2 separate regions of the Mus musculus genome follow, and region 2 is linked to region 1. The links are chromatin contacts, called in public HiCAR-type maps. All regions are on one chromosome and are shown on one strand. Each heading gives the region's core, a stretch centred on a gene start, on an enhancer-like site or on the middle of the called end of the contact. The rest is flanking DNA. Distances are from core to core; before and after follow the strand shown. Region 1 holds the start of Peli1 (pellino 1). Region 2 holds the start of Xpo1 (exportin 1).

Region 1 (6,005 bases), core at 1,675-4,174:
CTAGGTGAGCTTTCCCTAGCAGAGGTGAGACTCTAACAATGACGTGTAAAAAGAAACTCTAGAGTGTAGTAAGAAACTCTAGAACAGCCCGAGTCATTTGAAAGAGTATCTTATATAGACTTTTCTATGACATATGAAGAAGGGCTCTGAGAAAGACGGCTACAAATCTATAAATTGAAAGACCGTGCTATGTGTAATTTATTGTCTGGGACTTCAACTAGAATTTTGTTCCTTATTTATAAATGTTTCCAGGAATATTTAATATTATACTTCCTAAAGTCTTTGTCAGTTGCCTTATCTATTACTTTTGAGCCTATCAATGGGTTTTTCAATCTGCTTTACATTTCTCTGTGAACAGAAAAACTGTTCACAAAGCAGAATTCTATAGCCCTTTACACCTATCTACTGGGCAACCACAGTGGAGCACATTCTAAATCAAGGGACTTAACTGACATTTTGACAAGTAAAACAGAAGCAGAAACTAAGGCAAATAGGAACCCTCTGAGGCTTCCCTCTGAAAACTGCCTCAATAGCTCTGTTTCCTGCCCTGTAATGTTCAGCCATTTGTTTTAAAGCATCCTAAAGAACTCAGGAAGGCAGCAAACCCAGACTTCACTAACTTCTGCCTCTGGACTCTTGGAATCGGACAGGACAAAAGCACTGTTGTTAGTGGGTTCCTTAAAAGTACAAATGGTCCTGGTAGAGCTGGCTGGTAAGTACTATCAGAAAAGGTCAATACAAGGTTACTTAAATGCTAATTTTAAGGAACACACAAATAACCGCCAAGTCTCCAACTAAGGTGGTTTCCAGTTTACACTAAAAACCTAGGTGGTTAAGATTCCTTAAATTTATCAGATGAAACACTATAACCATATAAGCAATCTTCTATACATTTAAGTGTTCCATTTTCAAATTGCTCAACAGATCTCTTAACAAACTTCAGAAAGGGGATAGGTTGGGGAACAGAAGAAAAAATATCTAAAGTCTCACTTTCGTTTTCTGACACACCTACTAGATTTAAAATCTGGGGGCATTACAAAATTAAATTAAGTGTGTAAATGAAAATAATGCTATTACAGTTCTAAATCTCATACAACTTAGGAAAAGAACTTGTAGAAATAACACTTGATTTAAAGTTTTCACACCTTCCATTTGATACCAAAAGTGTTTAAAAGATTAATTGCCCTCAGAGTATTTACTACAGATGTTAACTGTGAAAAAAAAAAAAAAAAGAAAGAAAGAAACCCAAAGAAATTATATGCTATATTTAGACAATAAGGAGAATGTTTCAAGTATGTGTATTTGAATACTCTGGGGAAATATGTTGTTACCTGTGAAAATGCATCATAAACCGAAACAAGAAATTGAGGAACTGCACCCTGTTCACAATTCAAAAACTTTAAATTCACACGACTAGGCAAACTCGGTTAATGTGGAGAAAAGACATTGTGCTATCTGACACAAAAGATCACCTGCTACGAAGACAAAGTAACACTCTACTACCCGAAAGTAAAGAGCCTTTGAATCAAAACAGACAACCTTTGATACACAAAAGCTTCAATTCTCGGTTTAATAAAGCGTCCTGTGGATGAGATGCTCAATATTTGTTGATGGAAGAGTGCTGGGGCTAAAACCAACGAGCATATTGTGAGTAGTGACTAAACATGTTAAATGTAGGTTAAGTAAAAACTATCCCCTCCCTCATCATTGTTGTCTGACTTTGTAAGAGATCTGCACATATAAACATAATATATGGCGAAGTGAGTTGATGACTTACAGTATCTTCACCACTCGGAACATTTTTCAGAAAGTCCTTTGAGGTTTTAAGATTCAAATACTATTTAAAAAGAATTATTGTTTCAACTACCTAACAATTACCTAGACTTCTTCCAGACTTCATTTAACCTGTAAGTAAAATGAGCATCTTTAACTTTTCCACAGGGCATTTGGAGAATGAGTTATTACTCATAAACGCTTTCGGAGCCTCAGACACCAGCGCGGTACATCAAGCGTATCCATCAATTTGAGGGCTTTCTGGACCTCAGTTTACCCACGTACGGAAACGGGCTTGGCAAGGGCCGGGAGGTGAAATTAATTAGTGTTTTTAAAATGCTCTGAGATTCCCAAGATGAAAGGAAACGTAGAGGCACGCAGAGATGATGACAATAATCATAACAATAAAAAGAATGACTAACTTGGAATTCTGTGTTACGTAAGGAAGCTGAGAAGTTATCAGATTCACACAAACAAAAGAAAAGCCCACCGCCCCTTTGTTCCCCTTCCACTTCGCCGGCCTGCAGCCTGGCCGCGGGAGCGAGAACCGGGCCGCCGAGCTGGGGCTCCCCTCCGCCGCGCACCCGCTCCAGCCGTGGGGGAGGGCGTTCCGGGCAGCTCCTCACAAAGGCGCTTCCTCCCTCCGCGCGGGATGCGGCGCCGCAAACTCTGCTCCCCGCCGCCTCCCCGCGGGCGGGCGGGCGCGCAGGCCGCCGCGCCGCCACCGGCAAAGGCTCGGAGGAAGTTCCGCGCCGCCGGCCCTCGCGCCCCCGTTCGCCGCCCGCGCCGCACTCACCGGACGACTGCTGGTGGCCGGAACGCCAGCTCGGCCCGCCGCACGGACACCCGGGGCGCGGGGGCGGCGCGAGCACCGGTTGAACGCAGGCACCAGCGGAGCCCGCCGCCTTCCCGCCAGCCGCCGAGCCCCGCGAGGCCGAGTGGAACGCAGAGCCGAGCGCGGACTAGAGAGGGAGGCTCGGGCCCGCTTTGTGGTGAGCTCCCCGGGCTGCAGGCAGATCCGGTGGCGCCGCACGGCCGCTGCTGCCGCTGCTGCTGTTGTCGCTGCCGCTGCTGCTGCTGTTGCTGGCGCTGGAGAAGGCGGCGGCGGCGCCCCCGACGGTCCCTCCGCCTCGAACCGCCTTTGGGTCACTGACACACACTGGGAAGGAGGGACCGGGACTAGCGGGAGGGCGGGGCATAAGGGTAAGGGGCAGGGCCACATCGCGAGGCGGTGCCGAGAGGGCTCTTGGGAACTGTAGTTCTCTTTACCGAGAGAGAAAAAAAAAAGTATCTGTTGTGGAGGAGCCTACTGCTGGCTCTGCGCTGTGCACGCGCAAGGGGGTTGGGGCGGGGACTGTTGCCATAGTCACCCATTCACTAAGCCTGAAGGTTCTGGACTGTAGTTGACTAAACAAGGCTGGTCTTGTGTCTTTGGTGCCATTGGGTTCCTGCCCACAGCCAGTCCCTCCTGCTTCACCCCACCCCCAACCACTTCCAAGTGCCCAGTGAAATCTAACTTCCTCTTGACATGGCAGTCTCCTTGGTTGTTTAGATTTCTTCTGCAAATCATAAATACCCCCTTCCTTTGCCTCCTTCAAGAGAATTACCCAAGGTACTAAAAATCTACTTGTTCTTAGTGTTTTAACAATTAGGTTATAAAACTGTAGGGAGCGTGACCATTAACAGAATTCTGTAATTTCTTTGTTCGGTTAGTTACATTTAATTCCAACCCAAGTTCAGCATTAACAGCATTGTTGGATCATTGTACTGCAATTTGTTCATCTGAAAATCTATAGTTCTTCAAACATCCAGATTCCATAAATATATATTCAAAAGATAAGTAGAGAGAGTTCAGAACTGTTCAATGTATGTATTAGCCGATTCAAGTTTCTCACTATCAAATTACAACATACGGCACCTTGAAACATGGTATGGGTATGTTGTGCTCAGCTAAGTCTTACACCCTTTCTAAATGACCAGGTATGCATGTATGGTGGTGTGAGAAAACACAGTACTGGCTCTCCAGAAGGTTTACAGGTAATTTGCCTCAGTTTCCCTTAATAGAGTACCTAGAACCTGGAAGAAAAAACATTAATGCCAAGGAATCAGACATCTATTTCAAGATGGGAAACTAAGGATTTTCAAATAGTCTTAGGATCAAAAACCCTGGATGCCCACAGACCACATAATTATTTGATCAATGAAGAAATAAGTAATTTAAGAAACAAGTACACGGGAGACAGAGAATGGCTCAGCAGGGCTCAGCAGTTAAGAGCACTGGTCACGCTTCCAAAGGACCTGGCTTCTTTTCCAGCACCAATGTGGACACTCACAGCCTCCTGTAACTTCAGGGAATCCAACACCATCTTCTGGCCTCATTGGCCCATAGACATATATGCAGGCAAGACACCTGTATTTAAAATATTTAATGTAGATATTTAAATAAAATACTAAAAAACAAGTAAAGGTATTTACTATGTGCCAGGCACTTTATTGGGCCTCAAAAATAGAGCTGTAAAGATATAAAAGAGACATACTTTGTATTCATTGTCCCCTCTCTCTGCCAAGGAAGAGACAGATAAATGGACTCAGTGTGATCTATGCTGTCATAGGAAAATTCAGACTACCTCAGACTCAGGCAGGGTCAGGAAGTGCTTCAAAGATCATTTGAATGTGGGCTGACTCACGGCTTCCACGTTTGTGTATTTTATTGGCAAAGGTGGAAGAGAGCAGTGAAGGAGCAGGGAGCTCGAGGACACAGAGGCTAATGGCACATTTGCTGGCGGTGGCAGAAGCACACTGGGGAGAGAGGCATGAGGAAACTTCAAGAAAATGAAGGAGACAGCTAAGCCCATGAAGGGTGGGGGTAATATGCTAAAGAATGTCATCTTTTTTTTATTTCTTCTGGAAGCAGTATTCAAACATGAGTTTTTGATAAGATATATTTGAGAAGCTTAATGGACCCTGATCAGGGTAAATGCGCATTCATATAAAAACTACCACAGGACTTATGAGATGGGTCAGTGGGGTTGAGTGCTCACTCTTAAGCCTAACAGCCTGAATGCCAAAAATTGTAAATATGTAAGATCCCCCTTCATCAAAAACATTTTAAAGATAATTTAAGGCAAAAACAACAATGTTGAGGTTTGATCTTGCTCTCTATTGTAATGCTAAATGTGGGCCCCCAAGACTTGGAGTCTGTACATAGACTTGTGACCCTACCCCCAAGTTATTTCTGATCAGTAAATAAAGATGCCAACAGCCAATAGCTGGGCAGAAGAGACATAAGTGGAGTTTAGGCTTCTCAGGCTTGGAGTCCTAGGAGACAGGGAGGAGAGGAGTGCAGGAGGAGGGAGGAGAAGCCACCATGGGTTAAGTGAGCCATAAAAGTGCAACCCTGGGGGCTGTCCAGTGGGAGTTAAGAGCATCCCAGATGAAACATAGTAAATATTAAGTAATAATTTGTATTTATCTATAAGAAAGTAGATTCTAATAGCATAGAAGGTAGATAGCTGCCCAGTTCTTGTGCTGTTTACGGCTTATTATAAATATAAATGTAGGGGTTGTTCTGATGCTCTGATCAGGAATCTTCATGGGAACCTGAAGGTCCTGTCCCCAGTTGGTTCTTGATTGATCAGTAAAGATGCGAGCTGCCAATGAGCTCGGAGGAATAGGCAGGACTTGCAGTCTGCCCCTCTCCCCCAGCCTCTACCCCCCACTCCACACAGGCAAACTAGCAGATCAAGGAGAGAAAAGATTTGCCATGCTTCAGATGGGGAAAAAAACATCAGCCATGTCAGATCTCAGGCAGAGTGGCCATCAGCTTCTTCCCCAATTAGGCCTGGGGTAGCAGGTGGGATATTAGAAACATAATCAAGCTGAGGGCAGATTTAGGACGCTGAACAAGGAGAGGATAAACGGGCAACAAAGTAAAGGGCAGAATTAGAGGTACTGAGCTGGGAGTGAAGAGAAGGGTGTAAAAGCTGAAGAAGGCTTAGGAGAGCCTGGCCACTGAGCTAAAGCATATCAAAGATGAGCTAGTGTGTGTGTGTGTGTGTGTGTGTGTGTGTGTGTGTGTGTCTGTCTGTCTGTCTGTCTGTCTGTGTCTCTGTGTGTGTGTCTGTGTTTGTGTGTGTCTGTGTGTGTCTATGTGTGTATCTGTGTGTGTATGTGTCTGCGTGTGTCTCTCTGTGTGTGTGTCTCTCTGTGTGTCTCTGTGTGTGTCTGTGTTT
Region 2 (6,005 bases), core at 1,552-4,051, 2.2 Mb before region 1:
AGGGCTATACAGAGAAACCCTGTCTCGGAAAAAGAAGAAAGAAAAGAAAAGAAAAGAAAAGAAAAAGAAAAAGAAAAAGAAAAAGAAAAAGAAAAAGAAAAAGAAAAGAAACAAACAAACTGGGCTGGAGAGATAGCTCAGTGGCTGTGCTTCCAAAGGACCCTGGTTCAATTCCCAGCACCCACATTGATCTGTAACTCTGGTTTCTGGTTTTCTGACACCTCCACAAAGACATACATGCAGGCAAAACACCAACAAAACATAAACTAAAAGTAAAAATAAATTATATATTAAAAATTAAAGAAAGCACCTGGGAGGTGAAAGGACAATTAACACCAAGGCCAGTGTTAAGAGATAAGACATATGCAATCCCAGAAGAGATGGAAGCACAGACTGGAATACACAGTGAGACTCTGTCTGTCTTAAGAAGGGAAAAACAGAACACTAATATACAAGAAAAATAAATCCCACTAACAAATAACTATTCTTTCCAATAACTTCAAGTGTCATAACTTTTACAGATTAAAACAGATTTTTCGAGTTTATGGTTAAAAATTGCAACCAACTTGTCTCAGACACTATCTCAATTTATAGTTCTTTAAAAAAAAAAGTAATGATTAAATGTTTAGTCAAATGACCCTACACTTAAGTCCTAAGTTTCATTTTCAAGTTGGTCTTCTCTAAGAATTCAGATACTAGACTCATGTGGGGGAAGGGGTGCAATCTAAGAATACTTAAATACAGTTGTTGGCCTTTCTCGGAACTAGCGGTTATCTTCCAACTTCAACTATAGGTAATCCAGAAATGGCGGCTCTGTGGTCAATGCCAAGCACATTTAGCAGCCCCAACCAAACAGCTTCCAAATAGTCATTCCACCGTCAGCCGTGACACCCACATTCAAGATACAGAATCATGCAGTAAGTAGTGCAGCTATGGAGGGATTGTTCACTTTCTGATTGGTTCACCTGTCTCGTTGGTGTCCCCCAATCCCAAATTCCACTCACTGGATTGTGAACTGTAGGAACCCATCAAACAATGCTGTGACTCTACAAGTGATTGTCCATATACCTTCAATGGCACTGCAAGCAGCAAAACACTACCCACCAGTAGCCATCTAAAAAGGTAAGTTCACAATGAGTCAAAAAACAAGATGCTACAAAAGACTGCTACTCCGTGTGTGGGCAATCGCCTGCTTCATTCAGTAAGAAACACACGCCTCACTAGGAAGGGACCGCCCTCCCCTGGCTTCCCACCCGAACGACTCTCAGCACTTCTAACTATAGCTCACAGGAGCACGCACTCACCCCGCCCATACTCGGAGGAGGCATTTAGACCCGGCGCCTAAGTTCACCGCCCTATTCTCTATGCAGCATGTCCTCTGAGTGATCCGAGGTCCCGCCTCGGCGAGTATTCAGTGCATCCTCTACCACCACTTCCTCTCCTACACCGCAAACTCAAGAAACCAGAAGGAGGAGCAGGGAGGGCATCATTCACTGTCCACGGCCAGCAGTACACGGTTTCACCAAGACATATATGCCCCGGGCGAAAACAACCTACAACACGGAACCCCAACTGCAGGCCCCCGAAAAAAAGAAATTAACTCCTCTTTCCTACTTCTTGTTATACACACACTCACAAAACCAACAACAACAAAAATCACCCACAAGGCTTTCGAGTTTCTTCACATAAGAAGGGACTCGGTAGCCCCTCCCTCCCCCATCCCAAGCTCTCCACCGAGGGGGCCACGTGATGCAGGCGGACGTTTCAATGCTGCTGCACTAAATATTTCTGGAAACTTCCACTCCTAATAATTTACAGAGACGTTCCCGAAATCACCCCCGACTCTCCCCAGCCCTTTGGACTGGGGAAGCCCTTCCACCCACGCGCAGGGGCTCAGCCTCACTACCACGCTCCTCGCCTTCCTCCACCGCCACCCGCACACGAAGATGACCCAGCAAGCGCTCCCCTCCCGCGGCCGCCTCCCCACCTCCATCACCGAGCGACAGAAGCGCTTCCATTCAATCTCAGGCTCCGCCGAGGGCCCCGCGCCCGCCGCCCGCCTCGCCTCATGCCCGCCGCGCCGCCGCCGCCCGACCCTCGGCCCCGAGCACACGACCGACTTACCCAGAAATTCAACCAACTGCTTCTTCCTTCCTTGTCCGGGCTTGGGGCGAGGGAAGGTGGGGAGGAGGGAGAGGGGAGGAAATCAAGGTGGGTTTCACAGTTTTCCCACCTTAAACAAAAAAGAAATTAAAAAGCAGAGAAGGGCAAAAAAAAAAAAAAAAGCTCAGTATTTACTATTCTAGGGACAACTCCACCCAACACACACTCACGCACACACACGCGCGCACGCACACACACGCGCCCCACCAAAAAGGGGAATTAATCCGAGAAATAAATGCTCCCGCCCGGCTGGGGAGGGAAGGAAGGGGGAGGGGAGCGGGCCAGTCCGTGAGACAGAGCCCAGGACCCTCCAGCCACAGGCGGCGGCGGGAGCAGCAGCGCGAGTCCGTACGGCCGGGGCCGCTCTGCCGCCAGTTGCAGTCCGGCTCCCCCTACCACACAGGGCTCCCTCGCTCACGCCGCTCCGGCGCCGGGCCCCCCCACCCGAGCTAGCCTAAACTTTCCCCCCTTCGCGTGCTCCTCAGCGACTGGTGCCTCCCCCCTCCCCCTCGGGATGGTTGCACGACTGCTGCAGCAAAGGCTGGAACAGGCACGGCCGCCGGGGCTGTAGCTACTGTTGCTCTTGCTGATGCTGAAGCTCCCGCTGCTCCTGCCGCGGCCGCTGCAGCCGCTTCTCCCCCTCCTCCTAGTGCCTCAAACTCGGAACCGGTTGAAACCGGTTCAGACTGGGAGATTCCATCTCGGTTGAGTTTTCAGCCCATGGCGCCGCGGAGCGTTTGGAACCTGGGCCTCCGCCCCCAGGCCGCGCGCCCATTGGTCGGCCCCGGCCACAGCCGCGCCATCAGCCTACCTCTTATTGGTCGGAGCGCCCGTCAATCCCACCTCAAGGCTCCACACGAGCCTGCCGCTTAGGCCCCCGCCTCTTTCCAGCAGTGATTTGCCCGCAGAGTGGGGGAGGGGAGGCGGGGCGGGACGCAAAGGAGTGAGGGGGGGGTGGAGGAAGAGAAGGTGGGACGTCGAACAGAGCCCAGCAAAGAGGAGAGCGGAGAAGCCTCACAGAGGATTGGCTTGAGTGAGCTGTCAGTCAAGTGCAGCCCGCCTTCTACATCCCTTTCCCCTCGAGTGGCTCCCCCTCTCGGTCCCTCGCTTGTAAGCCCGGCCTTTCCGGCTCGCCCATTGGCTGGGCGCCTTTGGTGACGGAGAGGGTGGGGTTCGCCCGTGAGCAGAAGGCAGCGCGGGTTTGAGCGCCGCGCGCGTTGCTCGTCTTTCTGCTTTCCCCCCCTCCCCGTTCCCTGGCGGCCCGCCCCCTCGAGCTCCCGCCAACCTCAGGGGCCTCGTCCTGGGGCCCCAGCATCCGCCCTTAGGATGGGGTCTGTGCTCGGAAAAGGGAGGGCACACCCTGTTTCTACATGGAAATAGACGGCCGCGAAGGACCGAAAAGAACACATAGGTGCCGGATGGTAGGCCCTGGGCCTTGGATCCGTTGTAGAGGCCTGGGTTTGGGCACCGCATGGGAACGTGAATAGCACGGGCCGAGGTTGGCATAAACGGGCGTGCAGTTTGGGCGCCTGGAAACGGTTGTCTAGTTAGTTATTGGACGAGCCTCCTTAAAAATTTAACTCTCTACCGGGCAGAGGTGGCGCATGCCCTTAATCCCAGCACTTGGAAGGCAGAGACAGGGATTTCTGAGTTCGAGGCCAGCCTGGTCTACAGAGTGAGCTCGAGGACAGCCAGGGCTACACAGAGAAACCCTGTCTCGAAAAAAAACAACAACAAAAAATTAACTCTCCCCAGACTGCTTCAACAAGAAGTTATTTCTAAAAATTAGTCCTAACACATTGAAAATCCTGTTGCTAACTTAACAATGCGTATAGACAGATTTTGTGCCAACTTCTTTTAACTTGGTGCGTGCCCTTATTATGCCACGCCCCTAGGTTAACCCATGGCTCCCAAGTGCCAGGTCAGTTTTGCTGATTAGGGTTGCTTAAAACAACCAGCAGTTGGGTGGTGGTGACAGAGGCAGAGGCAGGCAGATCTCTTGAATTCAAACAAGCCTGGACTACAGAGCAAGCTCCAGGACAGCCAGAACTACAAAGAGAACCCTATCTGGGGGAAAAACAGCCAGCAGTCCACCAAAATCGACTGGTCTGTTGTGCCACAACATTTATTAAGTCAACACAGTTGACCTGGCATATTGCACAGGCCTGAACTCCCAGCACTTGGGAAGAAGTGACAGGAAGAATAGGAATGCAAGGCCATCCTCAGCTACAGAATAAATTCAGTGTCAGCTGGAGGCAGAAGATGCTATCCCTATACACAAAAACAAATATTCGGAACACAGATCTGACACTGCTTATACATTTTCATTACCTTCAACAGTTAAAAACAATCCTACCCCCAAGGATAGAGATATGGAAATGTAAATAAACTAAGTCGAATACCTGAATTCAATGGGTATGGAAGACCTTATGTGCAATGTTCTATTTAATTCTTTATAATCTCGTGAGGAATTTATTTTGTTTGTTTGTTTGGGTCAGGGGCTGCTTGGCACAGCTCCAGTGAGGAAATGAGAGCACCTTGTTGAGTTAATCCATCGGTTCCTTTTTCTTTTTTTGAGACAGTGACTTGGTGTATAGCCCTTGTTGGCTTAGAACTGGCAGAGACCATCCTGCCTCCGCCTCCCTAGTGCCACTGTATCCTGTGACTAAATAAATTGCAGGCTGACCTTAAATTCAAATTTTCCTCTGTTTGTCTCTAGTGCTGACTGGAATTACAGGTATATGGATGCCTTTCTGAAAAATAGCCTTTGTGGCTTGGCACAGTGGGACACACCCTTAGTAGAAAGACTGGGGAGGCAGAGGCAGGCAGATCTCTGTGAGTCAAAGGCCAGCCTGGTCTACATAGAGAGTTCCAAGCCAAACAGACCCTGTCTTAAAAACAAACAAACAAATCGTATTTTTCCAAGTGTGGTGGTTCATGCCTTTAGCTATGGCTTGCTGTGGTGGTTTGAATAGGTATGGCTCCAACATATTCATAGAATGCTTGTCCCATAGGAACAATTAGAAGGAATGGCCTTGTTGAAATGGGTATGCCCTTGTTGGAGGAACTGTGTCACTGTGGAAGCAGGCTTTGAGGTCTCCTAAGCTCAAGCTATGCCCAGTGTGGCACACAGTCTTTCTGATGCTTGCAGATCTCTCAGCTCCTCCCGAACCATGTATGCCAGCAAGCACTCTGCCATGCTTCTTGTCATGCTGATACTGGACTAAACTTTTGAAACTATAAGCCATCCCCAATTAAATGCTTGCTTTTATAAGAGTTGCCATGGTCGTGGTGTCTCTTCACAGCAATAAAATCCAAACTAAGACACTTGCCCAGAGCTTTCTGTTGTTTTTGAGACAAGGTCTCTCTATGTAGATCTGTATGTCATAGAACTGGCTGTGTAGACCAGGCTGGCCTTGTACTTACAGAGATGTGCCTGCCTTTGCCTCCTGAATGCTGGGATTTAAGGTACATGCAACCATAACTCTTGCTGGCCTAGAATTTGCTGCACATACCTAGCTGGTCCACTGTCTTCCCTCTCTCTTGAGAGCTGATCGCAGGTGGAAGCAACCACTCTTCATCTCTTCAGTATTTCTAGATACAGGATAGTCCTACCCCAGTGAGACAGTATTTGAACAACCCTGAGACTCTGTCTCAAAACAAATCAAAGAACGTTTCCTTTAAAATAAATCAAAAGAACATTTCCAGCCAGGCACTGGTGGTGTGCATCTGTGATCCCAACTGTGAATGAAAACTCCTGAAAAGAAACTTTATGTGCAAAGACTGATAAAAAATTCCAGTACTGGCCAGGTGTGGTGGTGCATGCCTTTAATCCCAGCACT

What was found. HiCAR-type assays count read pairs that join an accessible place to other places.
Region 2: a contact with region 1 is called in a HiCAR-type map of astrocytes, with 2.5 times the contacts expected there. The contact joins the promoter of Xpo1 here to the promoter of Peli1 in region 1. A contact is called at or near these places in 1 of 484 Hi-C or Micro-C datasets (CD4 T cells) and 1 of 115 datasets of contacts at active chromatin or transcription factors (astrocytes).

Annotation. Positions count from the first base shown.
Region 1 is chr11:21,088,243-21,094,247 of GRCm38.p6, reverse strand. It overlaps Peli1 (pellino 1), which reads right to left and starts at 2,924. Exons shown (of 7, transcript NM_023324.2): 1 at 2,570-2,924.
Region 2 is chr11:23,252,837-23,258,841 of GRCm38.p6, reverse strand. It overlaps Xpo1 (exportin 1), which reads right to left and starts at 2,801. Exons shown (of 26, transcript NM_001035226.1): 1 at 2,682-2,801; 2 at 2,125-2,198.